Linked DNA regions of Mus musculus: regions 2, 3, 4, 5, 6 and 7 are each linked to region 1. The links are chromatin contacts, called in public promoter capture Hi-C maps. All regions are on one chromosome and are shown on one strand. Each heading gives the region's core, a stretch centred on a gene start, on an enhancer-like site or on the middle of the called end of the contact. The rest is flanking DNA. Distances are from core to core; before and after follow the strand shown. Region 1 holds the start of Cant1 (calcium activated nucleotidase 1). Region 2 holds the start of Ubald2 (UBA-like domain containing 2). Region 3 holds the start of Prpsap1 (phosphoribosyl pyrophosphate synthetase-associated protein 1). Region 4 holds the start of Sphk1 (sphingosine kinase 1). Region 5 holds the start of Rhbdf2 (rhomboid 5 homolog 2). Region 6 holds the start of 2810410L24Rik (RIKEN cDNA 2810410L24 gene). Region 7 holds the start of Snhg16 (small nucleolar RNA host gene 16).

Region 1 (4,273 bases), core at 1,064-3,563:
TGTGATGGTGCACACCTGTAATCCCAGACACTCGGAAGGTTGGAGTATCAGTTCTGGGGTCATCCTCAGATGTATAGCTAGTTTGAAGACAGCTTGAGCCACGTGTTTCCCGGGATTCTCTGGATTTTGAAGGTTCTCATTTCTTAAACAGAGATTTTGTGAATATGATGTGCTATTCTCTCGCTGCCTGCATTTTGTTACTAGAGTGTAGGCTACTCCATGGAGGGTGAGGAAGTTCAGGTACTTTTCCGATCCTGTGGCAGCTATGACAGCGTCTCCCATAATGCAAAGAAGAATGCAGATCTTCTGGCTTTTCTTAGCCATGGAGCCACTGCAGACTGCTGCTCTGGAGGACATGTACTCACTCCTGCATGAACACGTACTTTGGGCCAGTAGGTTTTCTTCTAGGAATTTATCCTAGGTACATTTTATAGTTGTGCTTTAATAACACAAGGATATTCCCTGAAGTATTGTTGAAATGTGAGATTTTAGGTATTCCAAAAGAATGTTTTAGGGTGGAATTAAATAGCTTCCCTATGGTCTTGGGTAGAAGACTGTATATGGTAAAAAACCTCATTGGTCTCCTGACTCTACAGGAGTAATTCTATTCAAGGTCCCTAAAGGTCAGTTGCTGGGTAGTTGCAGGACTGTGTCATTCAACTTCTGAAGCTTGCAACGAGATGATGAGAAAGAAGTGTTGAAGCTGGTAACAAAAGTATCAATGCAACCCAACATCTCCTAAACAGACCTGTGTGCCTATGGAAACATCATTCGGATAAGGTTAGTATTGCACAATAGCAATACGGAAGGGATGGATTTCTTCTTAAAGAGATATTACCATAGCTACAAAAGAATTGCACACCGTCTAAAAGATATGACAGGGCTGAGAAGAAAACTCAGCTGGCAAAGTGATAGACTTGCAAGCACAGAGGTGAATCCACTGCCCAGAAATCATGTTACGAAAATGATGGGTGTGGTGTTGCAATCCTGGTGCAAGGGGTACTAGAGCTTCCTGGGACTCACTGGGGCTCAGTGGCCAGCCAGGCTAGCCTACTCAGCCAGTTCCAGGCCATCCAGAAACCGAGGTTGTCCTCTGGCCTCTAGGGGAACGCAAGTGCACCTGTGAATATATAAACCCACACAGATGCGTGTTCTCTCTCTCTCTCTCTCTCTCTCTCTCTCTCTCTCTCTCTCTCTCTCTCTCTGTGTGTGTGTGTATGTGTGTGTGTGTGTGTGCGCGCGCGCGCGCGCGCGCCCCTGGAACACCGACTCTGCCATCTCTCATAAAGGTTAAGCTGGGCAGAACTGAGCAATGTATTATTTAGAGTTGCACAGCTATGTGTTGTCTGCAAAGGAAGGCTTGAGAAAGATGAGCACAGTATTCGGGACCATGCCTCCCGTTGCAGGTGTAAGGAGAGGAGCTGGGAATTGGAAGGAATACCTAGAGTGCTTTAAAAATCCTACGAGCAATCTGCTATTCCGAGTGGAGAAGCTGTAACAAATAGAAGGTGGCTGATTGGGACTTGGTTTGGTCTGACACGAACATCAGAGAATTCAAGAAAGATGGCCTGCCAACCCAAGCACAGAAGAGGGAACCCAGCACATTTCTATTTTTCACATGTAATTTAGTATATATTCTAACGTTAGTTAGTGTATGTCCCAGAGGACAAAAAGGGGTGGAAGAAAGGGTTGTTTTTCACCGTGTTGGGTTACATATTTTGAATTCGTCCCAACTGTGCATCGGTTACTTCCCAGAAGGCTTTTGGGAGACTCAGGGATGAGGCTGAAGTCAGGAGGCAGGGCTGACTCTCTCCATGGTTGATGAGGGCCTCTTAAAGTCCTTACATGCCACCACTGTCTAGGACTGAGCCGGTATCACACAGCACAGAGCTCAGGGCAAGGCAGGCTGGGAAAAGATGAACCGGGGTCCTCCGTTTGTAAGGGCTATTGACTACAGTCGGCGGCGGGAACACACCACCATCCTCTGGTCCTGCTGTGGAATCTGGTCAGCATTGGCTATGACCAGCTGGAACTGCTCAGAAGAGGGTCTGAGGACTAGGGCGGCAGAGAGGAGTCCTAACTTCTAAACTTCCTGAGACGAAGGTCGGGGGGACCAGGCAAAGAACCCTGAAGCTTAACTGGGGAACGACAGACAACTCCTTTGCTGGATTTCCGCGCCTCAATTACAAGCTCAAGCGAAAAACTACGATTCCCAGCAGCCCGGCGCTCAGTGCGCAGGCGCAGAGCAGAGACTGGGTGGGCGAGTAGAGGAAGACACATAGAGCAAAGGCTGCCGGGAAGACGTGGCTGTAGGCAACCGAGAGTGCGGCGCAGGAAGACACTTAGAGCAGAGGCTGCCGGGAGCGCGCGGCCAGAGTGAGGCGCAGGCGCAGAACAGAGACTGCCGGGAGCGCGCGGCGGGGCGGAAGTGGCCGCCTGCCCTGTCCGGCCCTACGCAGGTAGGCGGCAGCCCGCAGGCTCCGGAGCCAGGCCCTCAGTGGGTGAGTGACGGTGCGCCCGCGGCCGGGTGCCCTCCCTCGCTGTGTTCTGGGGCCTGTTGCCACCCGCATCCGTCCGGCCCGGCCCCAGGCACCTCAAACTCCCCCCCGCAGCTAGGCTGTGACGGGTGCCGGACAGACAGACGTCTTTCCCCCTCTGGCTTGTGTGGGAGACCTCCCCTTTCTGATGAGGGTGCCGTGCTGAAGTAGTGCGAAACTTCTTCCTCTTCTGACTAGCATGCTTCAAATGCCCCTAGCGACAGTACCTTCCCTCCCTCCCTGCCTGGCCTGGGCACGGGCTCTCCAGTTTGGCACTTGATCACCTCTCTAACAGACCCACCTACGCACCCCATCCTCACCTGTAACCGCCCACTTCCTTGCTCCTGTCCTGGCTCTTCTTGCTGTCATCTAAGATTGGACCTTCCCCCTAGGCAGCATAGTGCACTATCCTTTTTTACTACCCGACTACCGACACCCCCTGCTTCTTCTGCACACCCCCTAGTCCCTTTCTGCACATACAACCCTAATCTCGGCTAGACTCTCCCAGCCTCGAAGTCGGGCATCACCTGGTCCATCCTTACAGAGCTTCCTGCCCCTAGCACCTGTGACATTCATACGCCTCCAGTAAACCCAAGCACCTTTCTGCAGTCACTCGGGAGTGCCTCAGTAACCAGCTTCATTTCCCAGTTCCATCTCAGGTCTATATACTGGACAAAGCTTAGACCTGGGAACCTGGTCTCACGGTGTCAGTGGGGCCTGACTGACTAGATCTTACAAGCTCCCAAGACTGTCCTGCATGTACTGCAGACCCTGCCTTGGGAACTCCTTCTCCCTGCCCCTCTGGGGCTTGTCTGAGGACCATCCTTCTGGACTGGGCTACAGGCCCTCCTTTGAGCTGCTCCCTAGACCTCGGCCTAGCAGTCTTGCTGGAACCCGTGAGCACAGCCTACTTCCTTCTGGATAAGACAAGGGATCTCTGTCACATAGAGCCCAGAGCGTCTTTGCTTGGCTAGAGACAGAATTCTGTGTGCTTTCTTGCTTTCTTTGTTCCATTTGACCTGTTATAAAAAAGTAAATGCTTCTTGCAACTGAATGGACCATGTACTGTGACCATATTGTCCCTCAGTCCCCTTTACCACGTAATATGCACCAGTGTGTCCAGGAATGCATGACATCCTCTGCCTGCTGAGCAGCGGGGACAGGAGGAGAGGTCTAGAGAGTGGAAGAGGCAGGTGTCCCGTTGCCACCCACCTGACTGTGGCATGTGTGCCCATGAAGCTCCCACAGATACGTGCGACCCTGTCACCTGAGCCTTGGAACATCCTTCGCAGTGTGGCTGTCTTCGCCGTGGCCATACAGGTAGGTGTTCCAGTGCGTGTTAGTATCTGTCCTTTGAGGACAGTGGATGGCAGTCCACACTCCTTCCCCTCTCTGTCAAGAGGCATGAAAATACCTATTAGAAGCCAGTGAGTGTTGAGAATTTCTGGAAAGCTTGTCTTAAATGCCAACACTGAAGGAATTAAAACCTTGTATACTGACTTTAAAGACTTTATATTGGCTTTTCTTTTCATCAACACAAGACAGATTGTCTAGGAAAAATTAATAATAACCCTGATCCTAGAGAAGTCCACATGCAATGAAATAGAAACTCAAGGCAGCTCCCGTGCATTGAGAGTGAGCAATTGTGAGCAGTAAAGTGCAGGTGAGCGTGAGCTGAGAGCCATCAGGGTGGTTCTGAGGGTCTTGCCTTGTCCCCCAGCCAGCACAGGGCGGGG
Region 2 (4,273 bases), core at 1,150-3,649, 2.0 Mb after region 1:
CTGAGACAGTATGCAGCTAGATAGCCCAGGCTGACCTAGAGTTCACAGCCATCCTGCTGCCTTAACCTCCCAAGTGCTGGCTTCAATGTTTTTATTTAAGTTTTCTAATTATTTTGTCTTAAAAACTGGACTGACTCTCAGAACAGGGCTGCTGTTCCCTACTGTGCAGGCGAGGCCTCCAGCACAGGTCCCTCCTGGGTGTGCTGATTATAACGTCTGAGTTACAAAACCAGCAGTCTCCCAAGGGAAGCTTCCAAGGAGAACACACAGACTCACAGACACTCACAGACAGACACACACACACACACACACACACACACACACACAGATTGACAAAGGTGGGGGAAGGGAGGGAATCCAGTTCAAGCTGGGGCTTGCTGGCTTCCTTGTTCCAGGCCCTTCAGCATGGCTATGCTTTTCTGAATAGTCTTGTGCATAGGAAGACACTGAGCAGGATGAAAGCAGAAGACTCCCAGGTCTAGGAAGCTGGAGGTCTGGATGGCTGGATGTAGGAGGGGGTCTTGGGCATGATGAATCCCACCTGAATTTTCTAAGAGCTTGGCCGCAGTGGCTGGGGCCCACAGCATCATTCATTTTCCAATCTTACTCCAAATGTTGAGAGCTAGTTTAAACTGAGGCAGACTCTCCTTCCTGAGCATCCCCCCTCGTTTTTTGTTTGTTTTTGTTTTTTTTTTTTGTTTTTCGCGACAGGGTTTCTCTGTGTAGCCCTGTCTGTCCTGGAACTCACTCTGTAGACCAGGCTGGCCTCGAACTCAGAAATCTGCCTGCCTCTGCCTCCTGAGTGCTGGGATTAAAGGCGTGCGCCACCACGCGGGGAGGGGGGGGGGCGGCTCGTTTTTGTCAGAAGAAAAAAGTGCTGAGAACAAGATACAGCAGAAGATCCACATGTAGTCTTGTCTCCTGGGGACAAGGACACCAAAAAAAACAAAAAAGTCCAATGGCAGATCTCTTAGGGAATAATGTTTTACCACCCCTCTCCTGGGCTCAGGCCCTCCTACACGTTTGGAGCTAATAGCTAACTAGGAGTTAGAGCAGAGAAGGGATGTGCCTGGCCTCAGGAAAGCAGGGTACCCACTGGCCAGAGGGCAAAGGCTCTAGCCTGGAGCCAAGTTGGAAGAGGACAAATCCAGGCTCCAAGAACTATTTCCTGGACTGTTTTGTTTCTTAACATACTGAGATTAAAAGAAATTCTTGGCCTCACCTTAGGTATATAAATCTGTATATCCTCCATAAAGGTTATGTTCCCTGGAGGCTTTGGAAGGGCCAGCCTACCTTTGTGGGTAGAGTTGGACTTCCGGAGCCAGGGTGGATCTATCCCTCCCCTGCTTCCTGCAGCACTGGGTGGGTGGGTGGTGTGTGTGTGTGTGTGTGTGTGCACACGGCTGTGTTTGTTGCACCAAGACACAAATCCCTACCTCAGTCGTGTGTGTGTGTGTGTGTGTGTGTGTGTTTTGCATCAAGACACAAATCCCTCAGTCCCCCACCACCCCGAAGTCCCCAAAGGTCTGGTTATCCTCGAGCCCCTTCCCCATCCTCTGCTATCAGAATCGCAACATCCTGCTGGAAGCCGTCTTCCCTTCCTTCTACCCCCACCTCCCCAACACCAAGGCCCTTACACCCAGGGCACAGCGCCCAGCACAGGGCCTCAGGCCCCGATCCAGCGGCCTGGAGGCGGGTCCCAAAGTTGGGCGAGCCAGCGCCGGCCTGGGAGCGCTCTTTCCTGGAAGACATTTTGGCTCTTTGTTTACATTCGCGGCGCGCCGCTCCCCGGCAACATGGCTGTCACCGGCGCGGCTGACAGCGACCCTGCCGCACCGAGCGCCCCCTCCGCGGCCCTGGGGAACACTTACCATCTGCGGGTGGTGGTGGCTGTTGGGAATGTTGCTTTCTTGAAAGAACGTGCTTAGGGCGGTCTGCGGACAAAATACGGGACGCAGCGGCGTGAGCGAGGCCTGGCCGCCCCGGCCCCCCCCCCCCCCGCCGCGGCCCCCCTACGCGGCCCCCGGCTCCCACGCGCGCTCCCGACCCCGGCCCGGTGCACACCTCGAACTGCCAGTGCGCCGCTTGCAGCAGCTGCTGCGCCTGATCGGCCGCGCAGCCCGCGGCCAGCACGAACTGGTTGATCATGACCTGGTGCCGCAGCTCGTCCGTGTTCACCGACATGGCGCTGGGCGGCCGCCCCGGGCTCACGCTCGCAGCTCCGCCGCCGCCCGGCGAATGTTGTGGTTCGGCTCGCGCGGCCGCGCCGACGCCGCAAACAACAGCGCGGGGCGGGGCCGCCAGGCCCAACGTTCGGGGGCCGTGAGCCGACGCCGCTGATTGGCCCACGCGCAGCCCAGCCAGCCGCCGGCTCCCACACGGACGTTCGATTCGAATCCTGCGGCGGGCCCGGCCGCTCTGTTTCTCTCCTCGCCTGGCCGCGCCCATTGGCGGAGTCGGTGCCGCGGGGGCACCCCGGCATTGGCCAGCCTCCGTGTTTTGGCTCCTCCGAGTTGGTGGTTGGCTGGGGCCGCCATCGGGAGGCGGGGCGTGATGCGCTGATTGGCCTACCGTAGGCCTGTTTGAACTCAACTCGAAAACCCTGACCGCGTTCTGATTGGTGGAGGTCATCAGTGTTTGCTGTTGTAGGCGTGGGGGTGGTGCTGGCCAAGTTCATTCATTACTTCATTGAAACTGAACATGCTCAGCTGGAAAAGCAAGACGGAGTGGCTTTGACTCATTTCCTCTGAAAGATGTGGTCATCTCGAGAAACAGAACGATCAAAATAGAAAACACACAGAACCTTCGCAGCTACTCGACTCTCAAGAGTATTTAAATTTTTAAATAGCTTCTAAACAGTCTCTCTTAAAAAAAAAAGAAAAGAAAAAGAAAACTTTTGAAACATGGCAGACAGATCCTGGGTTCAATTTCTTAACACCACAAAACAAAACAAAACAAAACAACACAAAAGAACCAGGCGTAGTGACCACATGGTTTTAATTTCAGGGCTCAGTGGGAGGTAGAGGCATTCGGATAGCTCTGAGTTCGAGGCCAGTCTTGCCTACATGGTGAGTTAGTTCCAGGACAGCCAGCAGGGCTACATAGAGAAACTCTCCAAACACACACACACACACACACACACACACACACACACACACACACACACACACGGGGGTGGGGGGGAATAGCCAGTGCCAGGGCATGCTTTGCATAATCCAGCCTCGGGGTTTAAAAACCTTATGCTTTAAAAAAAAAAAAAAAAAAAAAAGTACCTGTTTTCAGCATGAAGACATTTTCTTTGTCATTATTCCCTGATCAAGAGGACATTGATACATCTATTCACATGAAACTTACATTGTATTGGGTATTAAAGTGACCTAAAGATGATTTAAGGTACACAAGATGGTGAAGTTGGCTGGTAGGAAAAAATGACACATGGTATAAGAGCCCCACTTATCCAAGGATTCTAGACCATGGGGAGCGGGCAGGAACTGTTTCCACCCTGATCTGGAGGATCGGATTGGGAATTTACTGTGAAGGCTCCTGTTTCAGGAAGACATATACTGTTTTTCATCAGAACTAATTACAGCGAAGGTTCTAACTAGTTAGGGTGTGCAGAACAGAAGGACAGAACAGAAGAAAGCAAACCTCACTTCTATTTCTTTGCCAGTGAAGGCAGAGGCAGTGAGAGTCGCTTTCCATGGTGTGGGTGTAAAACCAGACTGGGGTTGACAAACTTGGCAGCAAGCGCCTTTACTCACTGAACTCTTTTTATTTTACCTAAAAGGACTAAATGTTCTCTTTAAGAGAACTTGCCCGTTTTTTAGAAAGTATCTAGCTAAGAATAAGGTTACAACTGATGTTTGCACACCAATGAATGCACAGCTGGCTGGAGAGCTCTCCTAGCCTACCAGAAGCCCCGGCTACCTCCCCAGCTCCACAAGAAGAGAACAAAAAGCTTTGGGCGCAAGGATGAGTTAATCTTGTTTCTTTTGTCTTCTGTTTTGTTTGTTTGTTTTGAAGGGGTAGGAGTACTATAATTATCTTTAGATATCCCCAAAACGCCCACGGGCTGAGGCTGTAAGTGTGCCTGGGAAGTCAAGTATAGACCCCCCCCCCCCAGCCGTGTTTCAGGGTCCCCTAAAGCTGTTGACACTCAACTTCTTTTATGTAGCATAGCATAACACAGCATAGCGTTTGTACATAACCCCTACACAGCCTCATATATTGTACATAACCTCTAAAATGCCTTATAATACCTAATAGAACGTAA
Region 3 (4,273 bases), core at 1,097-3,596, 1.9 Mb after region 1:
GTATGGGATGCTCCCATCCATATGGGATGCTCCTCCCATCAGTATGGTATGCTGCCATCAGTTTGGGATACTCCCATCAGTATGAGATGCTCCTCCCATCAATAAGTGCTGGAGGTCTGAGACAAGGGGAGATGACTGTGGACGGCTCTCACTAAGGAGCCCTTGGTAGCCCTAGTCAGACACTTGTGAACGGGCGAACAGATTGGAAGGAGCCCTTGTTGCTTTGATTTTTTTCAAAACCTACTTTTCATGATGGTTCTTAAATGCTTCAGCGTCCCCTCTAGCCCACCACCCACCTGAGGCAGTGGAAAAGGAAGGTTACTAGGATACGGGGGAAGTGGACCTGTTTAGAAATGGTTCTCTGCAGCGATTTCAATCTCCAGCTGACTTTCCAAAGAAAATTGAAGTTTCCACTTCAAGCTCTTACCATATACTTCTGATATTAAGATATTCCATTTTGGCTGTGACCGGAAGCAATGGACCCAGTCGATTTTGGATTAAAACTGGCAAAACCAGGAACTTAAATACATCATTTCCCCTTTCATATTTCCTCAGGTATGTGTCATAGTATAAGATCATATGTGTTGGGGGCCAGAAATCGCCTCACAAGCCACACAAACACCAATCTCAGTCAGACAGGGATAGTTTATTGAGCAGGTGCCCCAGGACTGGGTGACGAGGGTCATGGTCCAGATTCAGGTTGCCAAGGTCATGAATGTGTTTTGTAAGTCCCTTCCTTGCATAAGATATGTATCAGCAATTGGTGATTCCGTGCAAGACACTGAAGCTTCACCCTTTTATGGTGGTCCCTGGTGTCTGGCCCTTGAATAACACTGAGAGAATAGGAAGACTGAAGAGGGTACCTGCCATGTGCTACTTAAAGAGCAGGAAGGGAAAAGGCCTAGCGAAACAGGTTATGAGGTGAGGCCAGAGAGCTTATCGGCCCTTCCTGATTAGGTCTAGTGTAATCAACCTTGGGGCTCACAATCTGAGTCCAAGTCAGGTCTGGCCACCTTCTTCAATATGTTAATTAAAATTGCAACTTGGGCACGGGAGGGATGGCTCAGCAGTTAAGAGCACTGGCTGCTGTTCCTGAAGACCCAGCAGCCCACAACTGACTCCAAACTACAGTTCCAGAGAATCTGACACCCTCTTCTGGCCTTTGCAGGCACTGTGTATGCACGGTGCACAGACACAGAAAGACTCAATGTTCAGGCAGATTTCTGAGTTCGAGTCCAGCCTGGTCTACACAGCGAGTTCCAGGACAGCCAGGGCTACACAGAGAAACCCTGACTCGAAAAGCCAAATTAAATTAAATTAAATTAAATTAAATTAAAATTAAAATTAAAAGTCGAACTGAAAACAGAAAGCAGAAAAGGGAGATTTATTAAACCTAGCAACATCGGTAAGAGGAACAGAGGAATCCAGAGAAGTCCACAAGTCTGTCCTCCGTCCAGAAGTGAGATAAAAATGTAAGCAGAAGGCCGAGGATTTGCCACCTAAGCCGTCCCTTCCAGGGCAAGGTCCCGACCATCATTGAGACGCCCTTGCATGGGCTTCAACCTCAGCCTGTAAGGTGGTCTGAGAAGTCTCTGGAGCTCTGTGAAAGCTGTTTTTGGGAGTCACGTTTTTTTTTCTCCCAGCATGACATTCCTGAGGTGGGTGGGGGAAGATCTTTACTTCTTTGGGGGTCCGTTTTTCAAACAGTCTGATAGATCGAGAGGCTCAAATGTCTCTTTGGAACGACTTCATCTATTTACACAAAAGTAAATGAACACACGCGCCTTCTGTATTTGCACAAGGCGAACTCATGCGGGCAGAGCGGCTGGCTGGGGTTGAGGGGGACGGGTGGGAGAACTGAGAACAACAACGGGCAGGAGTGCAACCTTGCCTCACGTGCAGACACAGATATAACGTCTAGGGAAGGCCTCCACGTCCAGATTCTGGAGCAGTTAGTTTAAGTGCCCGCAAAAGGGAAAGGGCCGGCTGTCCCTTTTCAAATAAATCCCAGCCTGCGCAAGCGTGGAGGGGAGCGCCGGAGGCTCGTTCATCATAGAGGCGTGAGGCTAGATTGTCTCCGGTCCCTGGGCGGACATCTTAGTTCCTGGCAGTAAATTTGAAAACATTTATAAGTACCACTAAACATGGCTGCACCTCCCAGAATAGTGGACATTAAAATACCTGTCCCCGGAGACTCAAACTCAGGCGAACACGCGAGTCAGCGGCGCCTGTGTCAGAACAGGCTCTCCATGCCATGCCCACCTCCCTGCCCTTTTCCGAGATGGCGGCGGGGGCGGACGCTCTAGCTGCTCGACTCGGTGTCGCGGAGGGGCGCGGCCTGCCGCGGGGTCCGAAGGAGGCTGCGGCGCTCGGCTGCGCCTTCGGTGCGGCTTGGAGATCCGGACGCATCTGTGTCGCGCCTCGTCCCTCTGCGGCCCCGCGCGGACCGCTGTAGCCGCGCCTCGGGCCGGAGGATGCCCAGGAAGCTGCTGCTGCTGCCCCCGCTGTCCGCGTGCTCTGCTCTGCGTGTCCCGCGGGCTCGGCCCGCCGCCTCGCCGGCCATGAACGCAGCCCGCACCGGCTACCGAGTCTTCTCGGCCAACTCCACGGCCGCCTGCACGGAACTGGCCAAGCGCATCACTGAGTAAGCGAGGTGGTCCCCGGGGTGGCCCTAGCCCCTCTCCCCGTCACCTCCACCTTTGCACCCGGGAGCAGCAGGTTTGGGCCGACTCCCCAACCCCGTCCCAGGGCCGCGGCGCACTCTTAACCCTAGAGAGGTTTCCTGCGCTTGCCCTGAATCTGACCATCGCCATTTCCAGGCGTCCCTAAAGCGACAGGCGATGTGGGTCCATCCTAGACCGAAGGGTTAGGACAGTCAGGGAGAAGGGAACTCAGAAGTACTTCGGGCTGGGCGGGGGGAGAGCCGCGATTACAAGTGTGTAGGATCAGTTGTACAAAAAAGTGTTTGCTTAGGGGTGTGTGCGTGTGTTAACCACTGACCTCAGGGGACCGTGGGGGCCCTGAGATGTCTTTCCAGGCTTGTTTGTTGTTACCGATGCTGGATGGATGAAGGACGTGATTTTTTTTTTTTTTTTTAAACCTTACTTACAAACTGTGGGTGCTTCTATGGGGAAGGGATGGGAGCGTGAGCCTGAACTTTGCGGAAATCATGGAGAAGAATCCTGCAGAGCAGAGCCTCCCGGTGCCCTGCTGATAATAACCGGTCTACTTAAAGGCCCCTTTTCAATTTTGGAGAAAACTAGAGCCCTGGTATAAAGAGCCTTAAGGGCCCTTTGTGAAATAAGCTTTTTAGTAATATGTATCGTTTCTCTTCTCCTTTATGGGACAGAGCTTTATCGTAGCTCCTGCTGGCCTGGAACTTAGTGAATGGATGAGGCTTGCACTCTCAAGAGTTCAAGCCGGGAGATCTGCCTGCTTCTGCCGCGGGAACACCACACCCATCATGGGCTTTGGTTTCTGAGATAAGGTCTTATGACCCTGGTCACACTCTAAATGGTGTGATATTTCTGGCCTTGGCCTTTCCGATGCTGGCAGTTCAGGTGCGCACTTGGACTCCCTGGCGTAAATGACTTGACTTTGAACATTTAAAGTCATTTTCATATTTCAAAAGTTCTTAGCTCCACCTGTTTTATTATCAGTTGGACTTTGAAGTGGGTTTAGGAGATATGTACAGGGAGACAGTCAGTCTCTCCGGTTTCTGTTTCTTTTCATGATTTATTTATCGTGTATACAATGTTCTGTCTGCATGTGTGCCTGAAGGCCAGAAGGGGGCGCCAGATCTCATTACAGATGGTCGTGAGCCACCGTGTGGGTGCTGGGAATTGAACTCTGGACCCCTAGAAGAGTAGCCAGTGCTCTTAACTGCTGAGTCATCTCTCCAGCCCCTGATTATTTGTCTTGTCCAGGCCAAGGATCCCTTTAAACATGAAAGTTGAGCTTGTTTGTATTGGGTCACACTTATCACACGTGACCTTGCCTTGAGAAAGCTCCACTTTAAAAATTAGTGGTTTTGGGCTGGAGAGATGGCTCAGCAGTTAAGATTACTGACTGCTCTTCCAGAGGTCCTGAGTTCAATTCCCAGCAACCACATGGTGGCTCACAACCACCTGTAATGAGATCTGATGCCCTCTTCTGATGTGTCTGAAGACAAACAACTACTGTGTACTCACATATAAATAAAACAAAGAAAAAAGATTAGTGGTTTTGCCTTTTGTTATGCTAATTCCAGTAAGCTTTGTAGACCAGGATAGAT
Region 4 (4,273 bases), core at 949-3,448, 1.9 Mb after region 1:
TGCTTATACATATAAGTGTTCTGTCAAAACACTTAAACACGGCCGGGCATGGTGGCGCACGCCTTTAATCCCAGCACTCGGGAGGCAGAGGCAGGCGGATTTCTGAGTTCAAGGCCAACCTGGTCTACAGAGTGAGTTCCAGGACAGCCAGGGCTACACAGAGAAACCCTGCCTCGAAAAACAAAAACAGAATGGTAATGTCCACAACCAGTCGCTAGAGGGCCGAAGAGAGCTACGGGAACAGTTGGGATCCTCCACCCATCAACACAACCCTGCCAGAGGAAGTGGCCTCCCACAGGTTGTCTGGGAGTGAGTGGGACACCGCAATACCTCTTTCCTTGGCCCCGGGACAGACGATGTCTGGCCTCGCGGGACAAAATGTTTCTTTCGAGTGACCCTAGGCTTCTTTCTGCTGTCCATCATTTCTTGGGGGAAGAGATCTCATTAGCCTTTCCCAGACAGGTACCCCACAAACCTGGTTCCATAGCCAGGTCCCGGGGCTCCCGCTGACAAGGGGCCACCGGTGCTGCCCCGGCGCTGCTAGAGGTAACGGCGGCTCCTGCGTTCAGCTTCTTATCGGTGTTGCCCAGGAGGGTGTCTGGCGACTGGCCGTGGGGCTCGCCCTCTCCACCTCCCTGGGCTGTGTGAGCGCCCTCGTCATTCCCCGGGGCGGCCAGATCTGAGGGACAGGAGGAAAGAGTGGTGGGGTTCTCTGCCTGGGCTTCCATGCACGTGGGACAAAGTGCCCAACCAGAGCCCCTGGCTCGCGACTGAATCACCAGAGCCCCGTGGGTGGGGGATCTAGCTTTCCAGAATGAGCTTCCCACCCCACGAACATTCCGTTCCAGGGGACACCGGATTCGGACCCGACGCATGAGTCAGTGACCCGTGGCTCTCTTCGTCGGGCCGGCTCTTCACCCTTCGGGCTTGGTGGAGAATCCAACTGCATACAATTCCCAGAACTGGCATTGAGAGGCGCGTACTCTGGGACGAAGAACCCCATCGCAACCTGCGCAGTCGCCCGGTCCCCTGCCTGAACTACGAAGCCGCTGAAGCTCCGAGTCTCCAAGAGGGTGGGGGTGGGGGTGCGTGCCGCACTCGTGAGAACAGCGCCCAAGTCCCGCAAAAGCCTGCCTGTGCTGGGCGGACCCACAACTATGGTCTGCCCTGCCGGAGCGCGAGTGTGCACTGAGGCGCAGGCGTGGGGCCGTCTCCTTCACGGACCCACGAAGGCACCGCCAACTACGGGAGGGCGCGCGCGGGGGAAAGGGGATCCCTACCCAATCTGTCCCACGGGCGGCCAGTGGCGGAAAGCAGCTCCTCTCCGACTCAGACCCGCGACAGAGGGACAACTGAAGCACTGGGCTGACACCGACTCCAAGGGATCGCCCCCCTCCGGTCTCAAACTTTTTGCTCAATTTCACGGCGGCCCGGGGAGGGCGCTGAGCCTCTGGGCCGGCCTGGCCACGCCCCGCGTTCCTTGTGCTCTCGGGGTGGAACCAGAGTTGCGCGCAGCTCTGGTCCCCCACCCGCCCGGGATCTCACTGCACCTCCCCGAACACAGTCGCCGCCAGCCTGGGCTCGGCCACGCGCAGATGAGGGGCAGGATCCCCGGATACGATTGTGCGCCCGGTGCTGGAGGAACAGCTTAGGAAGTCCGCAAGAGGTGGGGTTCTGAGCCCGGCCTGAAGCAGCGCATCCGCGGAGCGCGAAAGCGAGGGCGCAGCCCACATGCCGGCGCCCAGCATCCGAGCGGGCTTCGGGTACGCGTGGGTCTGCGCTTACTGAACCTCGAAACTGCTGTTCACAGTAGGGATGCAGCGCCTCTTTGGCGTCGCTTAGACCTAGCCTGAATTCCACATCCAGACCCTAGTGCTGTCCTGACTCTGGGCCAGGGTCGGGTCACCCGCCACCCGCGAACTTCTCTTCCTCCCCTGCTCCTCCGCGGTGCCTTTACTTTTAGCTTCCAGATGCAGCCGCTGGCTCACTCAGACGCCGAACCCGAAGCAGTCTGGCACGCCTTTCAGGAGAAAGCTGAACCGGTTTGGGGACGAAGTCGAGATGAGAGTACCTCGTCAGCAACCTCCAAAGGTGGAGTCTTTCCCCCCAGGGAACACTATCAAGGCCTGAGATGCTGCCTGCCGCGGATGATCGGGATCCACGATCCTCACCGACTGGAGGAACCCAGCAGTGTGGACAGGGCAATGGGGGCTCTCATCAGGATTGGAGAGGCTAGCATGGGGGCGTGGTCCCAACCTCCCCACCCCTTCGGGCGATCTCGGGGTGAAAATGCACACGTGCCCCGGTGTATGCGCTTCGGTGGAGATAAACAAGACGCATAGTTGTGTAAGTGATATATTTCATGGCAAGTGACCTGAGGGTGTCCGTGACTAACCGGAGTTAAATTTTTGGAAGATTATTAGCGGAGACTTGGAAAAAGAAGCTCCCAAATCCTACCAAGCACCAAAAACAGACACCAAACTCCCAAGGAAGCTGCATTGGTTTAGCTCCGGTTACAGAGAACTGGCGCGCCCACACCGGCCCCCGCGCGACCCCACCCACCTCTATCTTCGCATCGCTTCTTAAAGTCCAGAAGAGGCGAGTCCAAGAGGAAAACGAACCCAGATAAGAAAGGATTGCAGTGAACTAGGTCACGCCTTGAAGGTGGCTTCTCTCCCAGAGGACCCTGGAGTTCCCCGACCGAGTTTCTCAGTATTTTAGGAGTCCCCAGGAGGGCCAGGGGCACAGGCTGGACCTGCGGTTCCGCACGCGTCACTGCAATATATGCCTTGGCTCTGTACAGCCGCGGGACAGCCTGACCGGATCATGAACGCCCCGAGTGCCTTCCGAGAAGGTGACTCAGCGACACGCTCACGGGTGGAGAAACTCCCGGAAACAACCAACCAACCAAAAAAAAAAAAAAATGAGGATTTGGAGGGAGCAAGGGCGTCATCACCCACCCCCGGTTCCGCGACTCGTGGCTACCAAGATCTGGTCCTGCACCTACCCCCATCCCCGGCTTCCCACCTTACACCCCTGGAATCTAGCGCGGACAAGGAAGGATTGCAGCTCTGCAGCCGCAGTGCCGTGGTCACGCGCTGCGGGGACACGAGTCGCGGTGGGAGGAGGGGGCTCTGCGGGGAAGCCAGGCTCTCTGCCACTCGCTCCCTTGTCTACCCTGCCCCCTCCCCTTACCAGAGACCTAGGGTCCAGATCTGGCGTTGGTATCTAGCAGACTCAGGGAGGAAACTATTCTCCCCGAGATTTTGAGCTTGGAGGGGGGCTGGCTGCCCAGACTGTAGGAAACACCCTCCTCTGCTCTCTCACGGTTTGGGAAGGAGTGTTTATCAAGCCCGACAAGCAAGTCATTAACAACTAAAGAGGAGAAACTGAGGCACGGGGAAGGAAAGATCGGGCTGTGTGTAAATTTACGCTCAAAATGCCGACCTGGATCAGGGTCTCGCTTTTCTTTGAGGCCTGGGGCTGGAACTTCTCATACTCTGAGGGCAAGCGTGGAGCAAGGTTGACTGGAAACTCAGTCCGTGGGAGAGAGCAGAAGCAGCCTGCAGGACATTTTATACTTGGGCCTCAGGGCCGGTTCCCCTTCTGCTCAGAAGAGACCCAGTGGGAGGGGGGTTCCAGTCTGGCGCTGGTTCCAGTGGACACAATGGCTCCTCTGTGTCGGCTGCCGCCTCATCCTCTGGCCTCCTCACCTCTCTGGTCTCTGCCTCTTTCATTCTTGTTCACCTCCCCCATTCCATGCAGCTTTCTAGACCCTTTCCTTTCCTAAAGAACTTTATCCTATCTGTAGAAACCGGCAAACAGCACCCCTGGCCCTGTAGCCGGGAATGGACAAGAACAAGATGTTGGTTTTCTTTTGTGTCTCTGGAAGGATTGGGAGGTGAAGGGCCTTATGGGAGCTGTCAAACCAATTCCCAACAAAGCTTATAACAAACCCCAAGCCCTTCCCCCAGTCTGGGAGGCCAAGTACCACCAGAGCTTACTCTGTGTTAGCTAGGCTGGTGTATTGCTCCCCTCAACAGCCACTTCAGGAACCCAGGGTCTGAGAATCTCCAGGAGAAACAGTAGCTAGCTCCAAGCACAAGTGCACAAACACAAGCATGCAAGCGTGTACTCTCTCTCTCTCTCTCTCTCTCTCTCTCCCCCCCCCTCTCTCTCTCTCTCTCTCTCTCATTAGCCAGCCTGTCAGCAAGGTGCAACTGGCTTTGGCCTTGGGCCAGTCTGGAATTCTGACTTATCAGCTCAGCCTCTG
Region 5 (4,273 bases), core at 674-3,173, 1.8 Mb after region 1:
ATTTCTGAGTTGGAGGCCAGCCTGGTCTACAGAGTGAGTTTCAGGACAGCCAGGGCTACACAGAGAAACACTATCTTGAAAATAAAAAAATAAAATAAATTTTAAAAATTCTTTTATTTATATGAGTCCACTATAGCTGTCAGACACACCAGAAGAGGGTATCAGATCCCATTACAGATGGTTGTGAGCCACCATGTGGTTGCTGGGAGTTGAACTCAGGACCTCTGGAAGAGCAGTCAGTGCTTTTAACCTCTGCTCTACCCAACCCACCAACGTGGCAGACTGGGGGCAGGGTGGTTAAGAGCAACAAGAGCCCAGAGACCTGGCTCACCTCTGAAAGCAGCTCTGCTGCAGCGCCCCCTGGTGGTGGTCTCTCCATACTCTCTGGCTGGGCGAGGACTTCAGAAAGAAAGACTGAGGCCATTGGTGCAGGGGCTGAGGATAGGGACTCCAGACCTGGGGGTACAGGTCTAGTTCGTTCCTCTGCCATTTCCTGCCTGCCGTAAGTTTCCACATCAAATCCCAAGTGAGGGGCTAACCCAGGCCCTAGGCATCTGTATCAGTGGCACCCCCTGCCCTTCTCCGGCCTGCTGTTCTTGTTCAGGAGCTGACAGGTCCGGCGAGTGCTCGTAGGTGGGAGCATGGGAGTGTTGGACAGGGTGTCATAAATGTAGGCCTTCGTACAGGGCTAGGTACGCGAACATGAAGAGTGGTACTCTACCAGGAAGTGGGTAAGAACATCACAAGATGGCACCACCCAGAGCCGAGTTAAGGGAGGGATATCTGGGTCCAGGAGGGAGATGAGGAGGCACAGCCCAGCTCCTATGGGCTCAAGGTGGCTAGAGACGTGGGCTAAGGAGGATAAAAGCCTGTGGCTTAAACTTGAGGGAGGGCCGGCCGTCACCACTACTAATAATAGCAAAGATAACAGCAGCTGCTAGTTAGAGCCAGGGGCCCCACAAATGCTCCCTGTTACTGCTACCACACAGAGAGGGGAAAGCTGAGACCGAGGAGGCTTAGGGGATTCATCTAAGACCACAGGAGCAGTCAATGGCAGATCAGGATTTGAACCCCCGGCTCTGTTAGCTGGAGTCATATATAGTTATTTCTCATTACAGCCAACAAAGCAAGTTACTTGGTCAGTATTGGCCAGGCTAGAGTATCCAAAGCCTGGGCCTGGGGGCTGTTCATGACACGGAGATGTGGAGGGCCTTCCTCTGCATCTATTGCCAGTTACTGTGAGAGCCAGCTTTCAGCCTTAGCAAGAAGCCTCTGTGTCCTTGGGTGCAGAGCAACATTCACAGTTTCCTAAGGGACAGTCCCAAGAACTAGCATATACCTCGGTTGCCTTTCCAACTGCTCTGTGTTTAGTCCTGGGGTGGTTAAGGGGACAAGACCCAACTTCCAGCAAGGACCCGGTCTGGCCTAGAAGGGATGCCAGGCCTGAGGAGAGATCATTCTAATGGACGAAGGAGAGACAGCAGCTAGAGAAGGCCAAGGCTTCCTAGACGATGTAGCTGCAGCGATCGATCGGGGATTCTGGAAAGGATGCAAGCCTAGTCGAGGCTCCTGGAGTCAAAGGAGCCTGAGGTCACACGAGAAAGAGAAGGGGAAATTGAGTGGTTTTTGCTTGGTTGTTATGGGGGTGTGTCCGTGTGAGCGCGTGTGTTGCTGGAGATCGAACCTAAGATCTGTGTGCTAGGCAAGTGTTTAAATGTGGCCATAAGTGGAGCAGCAGGAGCTACAAGCCCAGGCAGAAGCCGCGGGCCGACCACGCCCCCCGAAGCACCGCCCACACACCAAGAAGCCCCGCCTCAATGAGGCCCCGCCCACACCCAGTCCCCGCCCCTGCGCCCTCGCGCAGGTAGGGAAGAGGCGGAGCGCTGGCGCTCAGCCTTGTAGCCGCCGCCCCGCCGCTGCCCACTCTGCTCTCAGCCGCTTCCCGGGACGTGGGGCCTCCGAGAGGTGAGCACGGGGAATTGGGTGCGGCGGAGCTCGGGTCCGCTAGGCCGCGGGTGGCCAGGGATTCACGGGGCTGCCCCGTTCGGCCGCGGGGAAGGTCGGGGGCTGTGCGCCCCGCAGAGCGCCCTAGAGGCCGAGGCTGGACTCTGTGCCCGCGGGACCGCTGGATCCCTCCCGCAGATCCTTGGCCTCTGCTGGGACCAGGACGCCTAAAGGGGTTCCCCGGGGCACAGTCACCAGATGTCTGGGCGCGTGGTTTGCGCAAAAGTTTAAAAGCCCAGAGAGGAAGAGAGGGCACTGCCCAGTGTTGGAACATGCGACTCCGCCTCCAACCAGAAATCCCTTTTAGACCTTAAGACTATATTCCCCTGTCTCCCGGGTGAACTTCCAAAGTCCTCGGGCAGCGTTTTGTGCGTGGAGCTTCGCCGCCGTGGTAGTAACAGGTGCGGGGGTGGGGGATGGGGAAGGCTCACACCGCCAGAGTAGTCCGCGGCTCAGAAAGTGTACTCAGGAGTCCTGGCTTAAGGACCGAGGGGTTTGGAGAGTTGGGCCCCCAGCTGATGTTTCTGCATTGGATTGAAAGTTAGGGAGCGAAAGGTCTGTAGGGCCCAGGTCTCTACCACAACCCCAGGGCAGAAGGGAAGCCAGGTCCATACCTTGATTCAACTCCAGGAAACACCGAGCCGCGAGTCTGTAGGGCCGGGACATAGAGAGCGAAGGTGAGGTGTACCTGAGGGATTGCCTCATAGGTGGAGCGGTTGCTGTTTCTCAACCAGCTGCATTGGGGGTTCCAGTGTGGGTGACATCTTGTGGTGAAATACTGTCCCCAGCATCTATGTTGTGCTGTTGTGATTGTAGTCAGGGAGAAGAAAATGAAACTTGGTTTCAAGCAGTGGTTCTCAGCTTAGGGGTGCTTTTGCCCGCTAAGGATATTTGACAATCCCTGGAGACACTTGGCCATCACAGGTCTGCCCCACAGTACAGAATCTGGCCCCTCAAAAGTCAACATTGAGTGACCGTCCTATGACCACCAGCCCACTAGGGTACTTCTTGTGAATTTCTCTCCCTACCTAAGTTTCTCCAGGGGCTGGGAAGGGCCAGGACGAATCTCAGTGAGAGATAAAGAGATAGGTGGGCAGGCTTCGCCCTGGCTGGCCACTGGCCCTGTGGAGGAGAAGCTGGGAACAGTGGCTCTCTCGAAGCACAGGTCTGTAGTACTTTACCCAGGATAGCTTCAGACACAGGATAAGCTCAAGGTAAGCCAGAGTAGCCCTGGGGATGGAGGAAGGGCAGGACCAAGCTCTGTTCCCATGGAGTTTCCCAAAGCTGGATGAGCTGAGGTCTCCCGGATAGCGGAATGCCATGTGACCAACTGGAATTTTCCTTCTGAACACAGAACTGACTCCCCTAGCTATTTACACCAGGAAAGTAACATCCAAGGAATAACGGGTCCACTGATTCCCTGTGGCTCCTCTCTTTCCTTCCAACAGGATGGGTTGCCCCTGGGGCGGTAGGAATCCTGGTCAGGGTGAGCTCAGGCCCTGCTGTAGTATTTGCTGAGTGACAGTAAAGGATGGAGGCTGGTAAAGAGCTTTCCACCCACGGGGTCCCCCAAAACCGCGGAGTTGGGCTCCTGGGCTGTACTCTTAGCTTTCTGGGAATGGAGGTGAGGCTGTTGCTGGCTGGGTAGGTCAGGGCCAGAATCCTCTCTTCCGGCAACTAACATTTCCATCTCCCTTTGTCCTGTCTAGTTTTGGACACTTCTTGCTTGAGAGCCCTGGTGGGGTGAGAAGGGAGTGGTGGGACTGGGGGCGGGGCAGGAGTCTCGGGTTGGTTGGTTGGTTGATTGATTTTGGTCTTTTTAACCATAAAACCCTGATGTGTAGCTAGACTTGGTGGTGTGTGCTTTGATGTCCCAGCATTGGCAGGTAGTGGCAGGAGAGTCAAGAGTTTGTCACCCTCAGTAACAGAGTGAGTTTGAGGCCAGTCTGGGCTCTACAAGACCCTGTCTCAGAAACCCAGCAGAAGACCAGACCTTTACAATGTAGCAGTTACCACTACTGTATATGGCTCTGAAGTCATAAAGTTAAACACCCAGACCTCCTCAAAGCCACCTACCCCAAACCTGTAACTCTAGCTTCACTCGCTCATTCTGGTCAGTGCCCACCCCCACCCCCACCCTTTCTATACACGCTGCTGCCAGGGGAGGGGAGGAGACTTCCAAAAGAGCAGGGGTAAATCACCCCAGACTGGAGCAGGACGACCACTGGGGGCTCAGGCCTACTCTGGGCTCACTGATGTTTTTCTTGTG
Region 6 (4,273 bases), core at 660-3,159, 1.8 Mb before region 1:
CCCATCAGTGTTCCCATCCAGTAGTCCAGTCTCTATGCACTGGGCCTCCTGTGCTGCTGAGAACCTCAGTGGAGGCTCTAAGGCCAAGAGAACTCCTTCACATATGACTCTCCAGGGCATCTGCTTAGTTTCAGTCCACTGAGCACAGCCCAGGAAGAGATTGTCTCCACAGACTCCCACCCATCACCCTGACAGAGATCCCAGAATTCCACAGTTTCCTCTGAGAGGCTCTCCTTGGAGCCCTCCTGCCGGCCAGCAGTTTCCCTCCCATGCTCCCTCTTGCAGGAGCAGTGCCCTGACTTGTCTCCCAGGCACTCTTCTTGTTCTCTAGTTGTAATGGATTTTAAAACTTTTCTATCATTTCTAGGGCTTGAGGGTGGGAAGAGAGGCTATTAGGAATTATCTTGACCACTATCTTGATTCAATCCCTCTTGGTCTAAAAAAAAAAAATCAGTTTGTGTCCACCCTGGGGTGCTTAATCCCTGGGAGCTGAACTTCAAGGTCGATTTGATCACCACGTCTGTGGTTTGCAACCATAGCCGGACAAGTCCTAGATCCTGAGTGCTGCAACTTGCCCTTCAGTTAGCTACAGGCCCTCTCAGGATCCCTGGACTTCTGAAAAGAGGAATTTCAAAACAGAGCCATAAAGGTGGCTGAGTACTGCCTTCAGCAACAGGGAATTAGATGTTAGCTTCTGTGACAACCTCCTGGGAGATGCTGGGATTGATAGCGCTCAGGTGGAGCCCTGCAAATCCAGGGTTGTAATGTACCTCATTTACCTCCGGGGCTCATTTTACCATCGGCGGCACCAGATTACAGCCCCTACATCAGGTGGTTGTTTTCCTTTTCTTCTTGGTTTGCGGATTTCACTTGGAGCCAAGATGCAGAAAGGGAGAAAAGGTTGGGAAACACCTCCAGGTCTGAGACCAGGACAAGGCGGTGAACTCAAGAGGAGACACCTGCCTGCTCCTGTAGGTATGGCTTGGCTCTTGTTTGTCTCCTGCACTTGCTGCCCTGGCGTGGCTTGGGGCACACTTGAGATGTATCTTTCCCTGTCTGTCTGGGGCAAGCCAGCAACAGCTCTCTGGCCGTGGTCCACTTTAGCCTGAATATTTTTCAGCACTCGATATTTCTCCGCTCAGAAAGCAAATGAGTCGCTGCCCACTAAGGTGGTCCTGGGGCAGTGGCCCCCAATCCTGTAGTCCTTCCTGAGAGGGCCTATGCACCTCTGCCCCTGAACTCAGAGACGCCTTGAAAGCTGAACATCACATTATTACCACTCGATCTCAGAGAACCTTCCTGACTTCTGGGGATGTTGCACACCCTGAATTTCAAAGTTCAAGGCACTGCGTGTCCCGGGTGCAAGGGGCCATTCTAAAATCAAATCCCCTGGGGCTTCCTCTCCCTAGAGTCCAGATATGATTCCCTTACACTTCCTTCCGGATTTGGGGGCATCTTTCCAGATAGTGGAAAGGAATCCAAAATTTGTAATTCCACGGCGGAGCCAGCTCGAAGCTGCAGACACTCTCGGCCTCAGAGCCCAGATCCTGAAAAGCTTACCAGTTTACCGTATCTTCTCGGGGAAATAGACCCTCCTCTTCGGCCACACCTCCTGGATCATCTATTGGCCAACCTGAGCACCGCCCACGCGATGCCATTGGTTTGCACCGGCTGCCCAGACAAAGGGAGCGGCCGCTGCGGGAGGCGATGGGGCGGGGCTAGGCGGAGGCGCTGGGGCAGGCGGGGACGCTGCCCTCATGGAGGCGGGGCGGGGGCCTCCACGTGGGTGGGGCTGGGCGCCCTCCCCACCCCCACGAGGGCCGCGGCCGTGGGGCGCTGGTAGCTCTCCCGCCCCTCCGCCCTGCACCCCTCCCGCCCTAGGGCTCTTTCCTGGACTGCGGCTGCAGCCTTCTCTTCCCGGAGGGCTCAGAGTTCGTCCCCTTTTCGCGATTGGGAACGTGGACACGCCGGAGCCTGGATGCAGAAGGGCGCGCGGGAACAGGGAGCTGGTGCGCGAGCCGCAGCCCAGCGTCCAGGCCGCCCCACTCTCTGCTGATCCAAAGGACTAGGGAAACCCTGCGCGCCGACGGTGGCCTGGACGTTGGCGCGGGCCCTGGCGCTAAAAAACGGATCCCATTTCCAGAAAGGCGGGCCGGGTATCCCGCTCCTGCCTCCTGGAGAATTAGCTCGGCGGAGGTCGACCAGCCGGGTAGGGAGGGAGGGATGGAGGGACAGGCCTAGGGTCGACCAGCCGGATAGGGAGTAGCTTCTGGGAGCTCCCTTGCCTACGGAGGGCCGGTGAGGCTGCCCTCAGAGCGCCGCCAGGTACGTGCTTTTTCCTTGTTTCCCGCGCGCCCAGAGCACACTCTGGGGAGGGAAGGAATAAAAACCCAGCTGGTGTGTAGGAGATTTTCGCACCAAACGTGTCTTTCTGAGGGGTCCTGGGACGGTAGCCGAACTCGGGGTAGCCTCCTGAGCTGTATTCTGGAATCCCTACTGGGCTCTCCACCACCCGTAAGACGGGCTTGGAGCCAGTTCCTGTGGAAATGCGCGTCACTTTCTTCAGAGGCCCACGAAATTCATCCAGGACTCCATGGGTACTACAGCAAGATGGCTCTGTTTCGAAGTGGTTCATACAGTTATCCCCCAACCCGGAAACCTAGAATTCTCGTTTTCTGAACCGGGATGTTTACTTTAGGGAAACCTGGTCTTGGCTTCTGCTGCGCGCCGGGTGTCTAGGAACGAATCCCTCCTGGATCCGGGAACCCCAGATTTGCGGGGTTAGGAGATACCCTCAGAGTTGTGGTTTTTTGTTGGTGGTGGTTTGTTAAGAGCCTGGTAGCTGAACTGGAGCGGGCCCCGTCCCCTCCCCCATACCCACTTCAAACAAAAGAGCTCCTCCGAGAATATTTTTTAAGGGGAAAGCGCTTCTGAATGTGGACCCTCAGTTCTCCCCGCCCCCCGTTCCGAGGAAGGACAAGGGTTTTATATGTGTGTTTAAAACAAAGGCGAAGCTAGACGCGAGTTGCCGGGAAAGGGCCGCTTTTATTTTAAAGTTCTTGAAGAATTCACTTTCTTTTCTCCCAAGTTAGCTGCAGCTGAGCCAGAAGCGTCCCCACTGGCTTACCCGATAGTGGGATTTTACACGGTGTCGGCTAAGGGTGGCTTTGTGAGAAGACCATTTCAGAAGAAGAAACGGGGCTCTGGCTGGTGGGGTAGAAACCCCTATGGAATGAAAAGTACTCCCAGTCTCTTTGAGGAAGATTGCAAAGTAAGGTGGGTTGTTTTTCTTTTGTCCCATCCTTCCCACCCCTTAAATTAGAAGAAAAGGCCCCCAAGCGTGCAGCACCAGGTGGACGTTTGGAAGCTGCGAGTGGAATCTCGTTTAAAAACTTCCGGCCCCACGCACACCAAGTATCCATCTTCGTCGTAGTTGGGGTGAGGAAGAGTGTGACTTCCCTACCCAGAGTCTGGTTGAGCACGGATCCCGCCGAGGAGAGAAGGGTCCCGGCCGGGGGGAAGGTCCCTCTTTCTGGGACAAAGCGATCCTTAATTGTGGCCACCTTCCAAAGTCCGGGGCGAATTCGCTACGCGCGTCTGCCCGGGCGGCGCTTGGTGGGTAGTCCCGCTTCCACCAAAACTCTGTGTTTCCTTTCTCTCAAAATAAAACTCAACAAGCCATAAAGCTTCCGACGCCGGTGGAGAAGGCGCCGCGGATTTATGGCCCCTGAATTCCCTACTCTCTAATTATCCTTGTTTTTACTTGACTTATGGGTAGTGACCAATAAAATCATTTTCCATTTTGGATTTTTTTTTTCTCTCTGGCTAACATGAAAAATTCAAGTTGCGCCCTTCTCTCACCCGCTTGGACAAACCTTTTTTCTGAACGGGGTTGGGGATAAAAGAACCCTGCCTCCATCTTTCGCCTCTACTGAGGGCTGTCCTGTCTCCCAATTCCCCGATTAATTGCATTTAGGGGAGAGCTGCCTCCACCCCTTCTCCCTCCACTCTAGGGCCTTTCTGCGGATCTTTCCCTAGAAACCCCGCTGGGCTCCGGCTCTGAACAGCACCGGAGGACTGCAACGCCCACCCAGGCCCTGCTGCGGGTCTCCGGTGGCCTCAGCTCCTGTCGGGTAACCTCCCTAGGCCTCCCGGAACGCTCACCGGAGCTCGAGCCTTTGGACGTTCAGGGGGCTCCAACTTTATGTGGGGATCCCCGGACCGCCAGTGCCTGCCTCCCCACCCCCCACCCTCATCCCTTTGTTCGCCTCTC
Region 7 (4,273 bases), core at 512-3,011, 1.7 Mb after region 1:
GAGGTGACACTATACAAAGGAGTGTCTCCTTTCCCCACCCACATGTACAAAAGCATATGGCTGTCTGTTAAGACTGAGGATTAAAAAAACCTATCTCAGGAGGTGCTTAAACATAGCCAGTGCTCTGGTCTTGCTGTGAGAATGGTCATCAAACCGTTTCTCCATGCCTGCTCAAACCTCGAGGACTCTTAATTCCACTCCATACCCGTCTCATCCACTGACCTGGGTGGAAATGTGTGTATTTTAACACTTTTTACGTGTTCTGAGAGATATCCAGGTTTGGAAGCCAGTGATTCTGTGTTACAGAAGACAAGGCTCTGTGCTACTCCCAGGTAGCAGGCCCAAATCTTTACTTAACCCAATTTCTAGGCCAAAAAACAGCTTGGTGGCTAAAGGGGAAACCAAACTCACTCAAGTCAACCAGACACATAGATGCAGTGGCACACGCATATACAAAAGAAACAGAACCCACTCACTGAACGTCAGTTTACTTAGCAGTTGAGTGAGGAACAATTTTGTATTCACCAATGTTAAATGCAGCTTGTGAGAGTGCTGAGTAAGGAGGACCACGCCCTCCTCTGGACAATCAATCCCCAACAACCTCTAACCCCACCCCCACCCCAAACCTAACAACCAACCCTTCCCAGCTACCACAACCCCTGCGACTCTATGAAGCTCTTACCAGGCGCAGGCATCCTGAAGGCCCTTGTGCACCACCACGCCTTTCCATGATGCTTCCTGGAGACAACACCTCCGTCTGAAGGAGTAATAAAGAGATCCCACTTCATTCTAACAGAAGCAACCTTACTGTGGTCATTCTCAAAACAGACCTCAAAACGTCGAGCCTCAGTAAACCATGACTCTTCACAAAAGTGTCATTTCAGACAGGGATAACTTAAATCATCCTCAGCTCAACCAGCAAGAGGCCCCCCAAACCCCCCAGTGCCAACCCAACTCATTTTTGGAAATCCGGTTCTGGCAACCACGTTGAGTTGCAGAACGACACTCTATAGCCCCAAATTACACCGGCACAGACCCTCTTCTGGACTTGTTTGGAACCCTTACCGACACGGGCTGCAGAGGGCTCAACGCGCATTCTTCTGGCTGAACTTGAGAACTATGTCTGAGGCAGATGCCCACCATCTACCTATGCCTTCTGACGGGTGGACCACACCGAGCCCGTTGGCTTTCAGGGATCCAGCCATTACTTCTGAGACGGAACCTGCATCTTGTCTCCCGAGTGCCAAAAGGCAATGCCTTCGGGGAAGGAGAAGTTATGCCGCGTTAGAGCTAACGGCTTTCAGTTTTCAATCCCGTTCATGACAATCTGTAGTTAGCAGGAGTCACTCGTGTTCACTTAAGGCCACCACCCTCAATGGAGACCCCAGGGAAGACAGAGCTGAGCACATGGCTGGCTTTGGGTCACAGAGAGAAGACCGCTCCCCGCCCCAAGAGAAGGGAGATCGAAGACCAAAAAGGGCTTCATCCCGTCCGCATCAAACGTCTCGCAGTCTGGGGAGCATTTCCTTAGACAGCATCTCAGACCTCCTAAGGCCCACAATAGCAAAGGAAAGGGCTGATCGTCGACACGTCACCTCCGGAGAGAGCAAGCGTGTCGACGGTATGTGTAGGAAAAACCTCATCTTCCCTTTTCCACAACTTACCATCACCCAAAGCTTAGGCCTTTCAGGGAGAACACCACAGACCCGCGCGGCCATAACTTCCAAACACGCGGCAGAGGACCTCGGAAAGGACGAGATCGCGCTTGCGCGCAGTCTTCCCGTTTTCCCTCCCCTCCGCAAGTCTCGCCGGAACTCTCGCGATGTCGAGAATGGTTTGATGGGAAATGTAGTTCTAAATCTACCGTTGCCAAGAATGGGTCGTCTCACCTCACATTGAGTGAAGAGAAAGGGGTAAGATGGTGGCAGCCACCAGGGGCAGCAGAGGGTTCGGGGTAAGGAGCTTGGACTGTGAACTTCGGCGGTCCCCCGCTAAGTCTGGGGAGGTGGAGAATGTTCGAGGGTTCAGGGACCGTTGAGGAAACTGAGGCTCGTTAATTGTGCTGCAGATTTTTATCTGGGGTGGAGAAATGTCACTTGGCTTAGTTCCTTAGTGAAGTCCAGGGAGAGTCCCAGGGAATGGGCAGAAGCTTTTAAGATGGGGGCGAGAGCGGGTTCCGGCGGCAGGGGGCACTCGAGAGCTGCAGGGGCGACCGTCAGTAGCAGCAGCAGCAGCCCCAGGTATTCGCCTGCCTGTGGCACTGTTCTCACAGGGAAGATACAATGAAATCGGCGCTGAGGACTAGCCGGTATAAGTTGGAGATAAAAACCATTTTAATAGAGGGGTTTAGTGTGAGGATTAGGAGAAAGAGAAGCGCTCAAGAAGAATGCATACCCAGGGTGGGAACTGGCTCAAGGAGAGTTGCAATTGATTGTGTTAGCCATGTATAATTCTAGTAGCTCGTGAGTTACATCTTAAAAGGTTGCTAGGAGACACCCCCTCCCCACTTTCTTGCTATCTTGGTAAGTGAAATAAGTGTGCTGGCCCCAGAGAAGCGTTGGATGGAACTGTAGGCACAAGTCGCTAGGGGTTGCATGGGGGTGGGGGTGGTGTAATTGGTGAGGGTCGCTGAAAAATTGTAGTTTAATATCTGGGAAGGGCAAAAGGGCCTTCAGCAGTTGGTAATTATGCCAGAATTCTTGTTTCTCTGTTGGCAAGAGACTTGACAGGATTCCTGAATGAGGGACCCTCTTCCTCTATCGTGGGCGTGTTTTCCATGTCTTTCGATCCTGCCTCGTTCGTTTAGAGTATCATTTTGCATGGGGCATCTTGACTTCATTTTTAAATAGGACAAAATGGCAAGGCAGGGCCAGAACTTATACCTATTTACAAGCTAGTTTAAATTTACAAGATCTAGAGCCTTTTATTCACAACCCTCGCCCGGTCCTCCAGTCCTCCTCAAATGGAACTCTGTAGCATTTAGCCTGTATCATCTTTTTAATGTGGAAATCTGTTACTCACTCTTAATGACCATATCCGTGTATATTTCTCTCCTTTAATTTAATTGTGAGTCCTTTTGGGGGGAGGGAACTCTCTTAATATTTTTTTTATTCCCTCATAGTGCTGGGCTTAGTGTTGGGCTGTGTCTTTCTCACAGAATGTCCCAAGGAGATAATCAATAATGTATTCAGCAAGAACACAGGCCCTTGAATTTTCTATCTTACCCTTGAAGACAGACTATTTTGTTGAGTTCTGACAGGAAGGATGCATTTTCTCTCGGCACATTAAGTTCTTTCATGTGAGACTTGCAGGGGGAATTCTCAAGAATTTGCCCAAAGCCGCTTGTGAAACTCGTGGGCACGTGACCTTCGGCAGACAAGATAATAATGGTAGTTAGCACATGACGAATTGGATTCGCTAGGTGGCTGCTCACTGTCTCAGGTTCTTTAACCCTCGCTATCTATGAAGCCCTGGGACTATCCCATCTGGCAGATGAGAAGACACGTGTCAAGAGGGGAGGGGAGGGGCTGGTTAAAGCCTCAGTGGTGCCTGACTTGGTTTGATCTCAGCCCGCAGAGTTTATGCTTTTATCATTCGGTTGCTAATGCGCTGAGCGAGTTGACCTACTACATAAGAGCTTTTCTTCCAGGGGGACAAGTAGGGCGGAGGAGGATTTGTGTCTTTAAAAATTGACGTGTGGGTATGAACATGTATGCAGGTGCACATGTATGAGAGTAGGTGGGTGCATGTAGAGGTCAGACATCAACTTTGGGTGCCTTTCTCAGTCACTCTCCACTTTAGGTGTGAAGTCCAAGTCTCTCACTAACCCTAGAGCTTGTGGATTGGCCAGACAGACTGACCAGTGAGCTCCAGGGATCCCCTGTGTCTCCACTTTCCCAGAGCTCAGACAACAGACACTGTTCCCACCTTCTGCTGCTGCTCTGTTTACTTATGCAGTGTGTTGGCGTGGGGGTCGCCTGCGTGTACAGTCTGTGCACCACGTGTGTGCCTGGTGCCCACGGGGGCCAGAAGAGGGTGTCAGATTACCCCTGGGACTAGAGTCACAGTTGTAAGGTGCCATTTGGTTTCTGTGACTAGGACCTGAGCCCCGTAGAAGAGCAAACGCTCTCAGCCACTGAGCTATCTCTCTAGCCCCTCACCTGGCTTCTTAGTGAGCACCAGGGATCTGGCCTCGTGTCCCCTTCTTGGGCAGCAGGTGCTTTACCAATTGAGCGATGTCCCCAGCTGCATTTTTCTGTCTTTCCAGAGGTGG

The links. Promoter capture Hi-C pulls out the DNA fragments that hold promoters and counts their contacts.
Region 2: a promoter capture Hi-C map of liver shows a contact between it and region 1, with 4 times the contacts expected there. The contact joins the promoter of Ubald2 here to the promoter of Cant1 in region 1. A contact is called at or near these places in 2 of 39 promoter capture datasets (liver and pre-B cells) and 1 of 115 datasets of contacts at active chromatin or transcription factors (pancreatic cancer cells).
Region 3: a contact with region 1 is called in a promoter capture Hi-C map of liver, with 5 times the contacts expected there. The contact joins the promoter of Prpsap1 here to the promoter of Cant1 in region 1. A contact is called at or near these places in 2 of 39 promoter capture datasets (liver and pre-B cells) and 1 of 484 Hi-C or Micro-C datasets (pre-B cells).
Region 4: a promoter capture Hi-C map of pre-B cells shows a contact between it and region 1, with 3 times the contacts expected there. The contact joins the promoter of Sphk1 here to the promoter of Cant1 in region 1. A contact is called at or near these places in 2 of 39 promoter capture datasets (liver and pre-B cells).
Region 5: a promoter capture Hi-C map of liver shows a contact between it and region 1, with 4 times the contacts expected there. The contact joins the promoter of Rhbdf2 here to the promoter of Cant1 in region 1. A contact is called at or near these places in 4 of 39 promoter capture datasets (hippocampal neurons, liver and pre-B cells), 1 of 115 datasets of contacts at active chromatin or transcription factors (pancreatic cancer cells) and 1 of 9 other capture datasets (pancreatic islet).
Region 6: a promoter capture Hi-C map of pre-B cells shows a contact between it and region 1, with 4 times the contacts expected there. The contact joins the promoter of 2810410L24Rik here to the promoter of Cant1 in region 1. A contact is called at or near these places in 2 of 39 promoter capture datasets (liver and pre-B cells), 1 of 484 Hi-C or Micro-C datasets (pre-B cells) and 1 of 115 datasets of contacts at active chromatin or transcription factors (pancreatic cancer cells).
Region 7: a contact with region 1 is called in a promoter capture Hi-C map of pre-B cells, with 2.7 times the contacts expected there. The contact joins the promoter of Snhg16 here to the promoter of Cant1 in region 1. A contact is called at or near these places in 3 of 39 promoter capture datasets (hippocampal neurons, liver and pre-B cells) and 1 of 484 Hi-C or Micro-C datasets (B cells).

What each region holds. Positions count from the first base shown.
Region 1 is chr11:118,417,158-118,421,430 of GRCm38.p6, reverse strand. Cant1 (calcium activated nucleotidase 1) reads left to right here and starts at 2,313. Exons shown (of 5, transcript NM_001025617.2): 1 at 2,313-2,501; 2 at 3,777-3,857.
Region 2 is chr11:116,432,220-116,436,492 of GRCm38.p6, reverse strand. Ubald2 (UBA-like domain containing 2) reads right to left here and starts at 2,399. Exons shown (of 3, transcript NM_176902.3): 1 at 2,065-2,399; 2 at 1,872-1,934. The coding sequence starts at 2,184.
Region 3 is chr11:116,488,419-116,492,691 of GRCm38.p6, reverse strand. It overlaps Prpsap1 (phosphoribosyl pyrophosphate synthetase-associated protein 1), which reads left to right and starts at 2,346. Exons shown (of 10, transcript NM_026364.1): 1 at 2,346-2,644. The coding sequence starts at 2,475.
Region 4 is chr11:116,530,376-116,534,648 of GRCm38.p6, reverse strand. It overlaps Sphk1 (sphingosine kinase 1), which reads right to left and starts at 2,198. Exons shown (of 6, transcript NM_025367.7): 1 at 1,281-2,198; 2 at 476-679. The coding sequence starts at 485.
Region 5 is chr11:116,621,870-116,626,142 of GRCm38.p6, reverse strand. Rhbdf2 (rhomboid 5 homolog 2) reads left to right here and starts at 1,923. Exons shown (of 19, transcript NM_001167680.2): 1 at 1,923-1,965.
Region 6 is chr11:120,187,492-120,191,764 of GRCm38.p6, reverse strand. It overlaps 2810410L24Rik (RIKEN cDNA 2810410L24 gene), which reads left to right and starts at 1,909. Exons shown (of 3, transcript NR_030682.1): 1 at 1,909-2,325; 2 at 3,089-3,276; 3 at 4,014-4,273. It also overlaps Gm9734.
Region 7 is chr11:116,669,148-116,673,420 of GRCm38.p6, reverse strand. It overlaps Snhg16 (small nucleolar RNA host gene 16), which reads right to left and starts at 1,761. Exons shown (of 5, transcript NR_027821.1): 1 at 1,665-1,761; 2 at 1,066-1,257; 3 at 683-757. It overlaps Snord1c (small nucleolar RNA, C/D box 1C), which reads right to left and starts at 916; the gene lies at 839-916.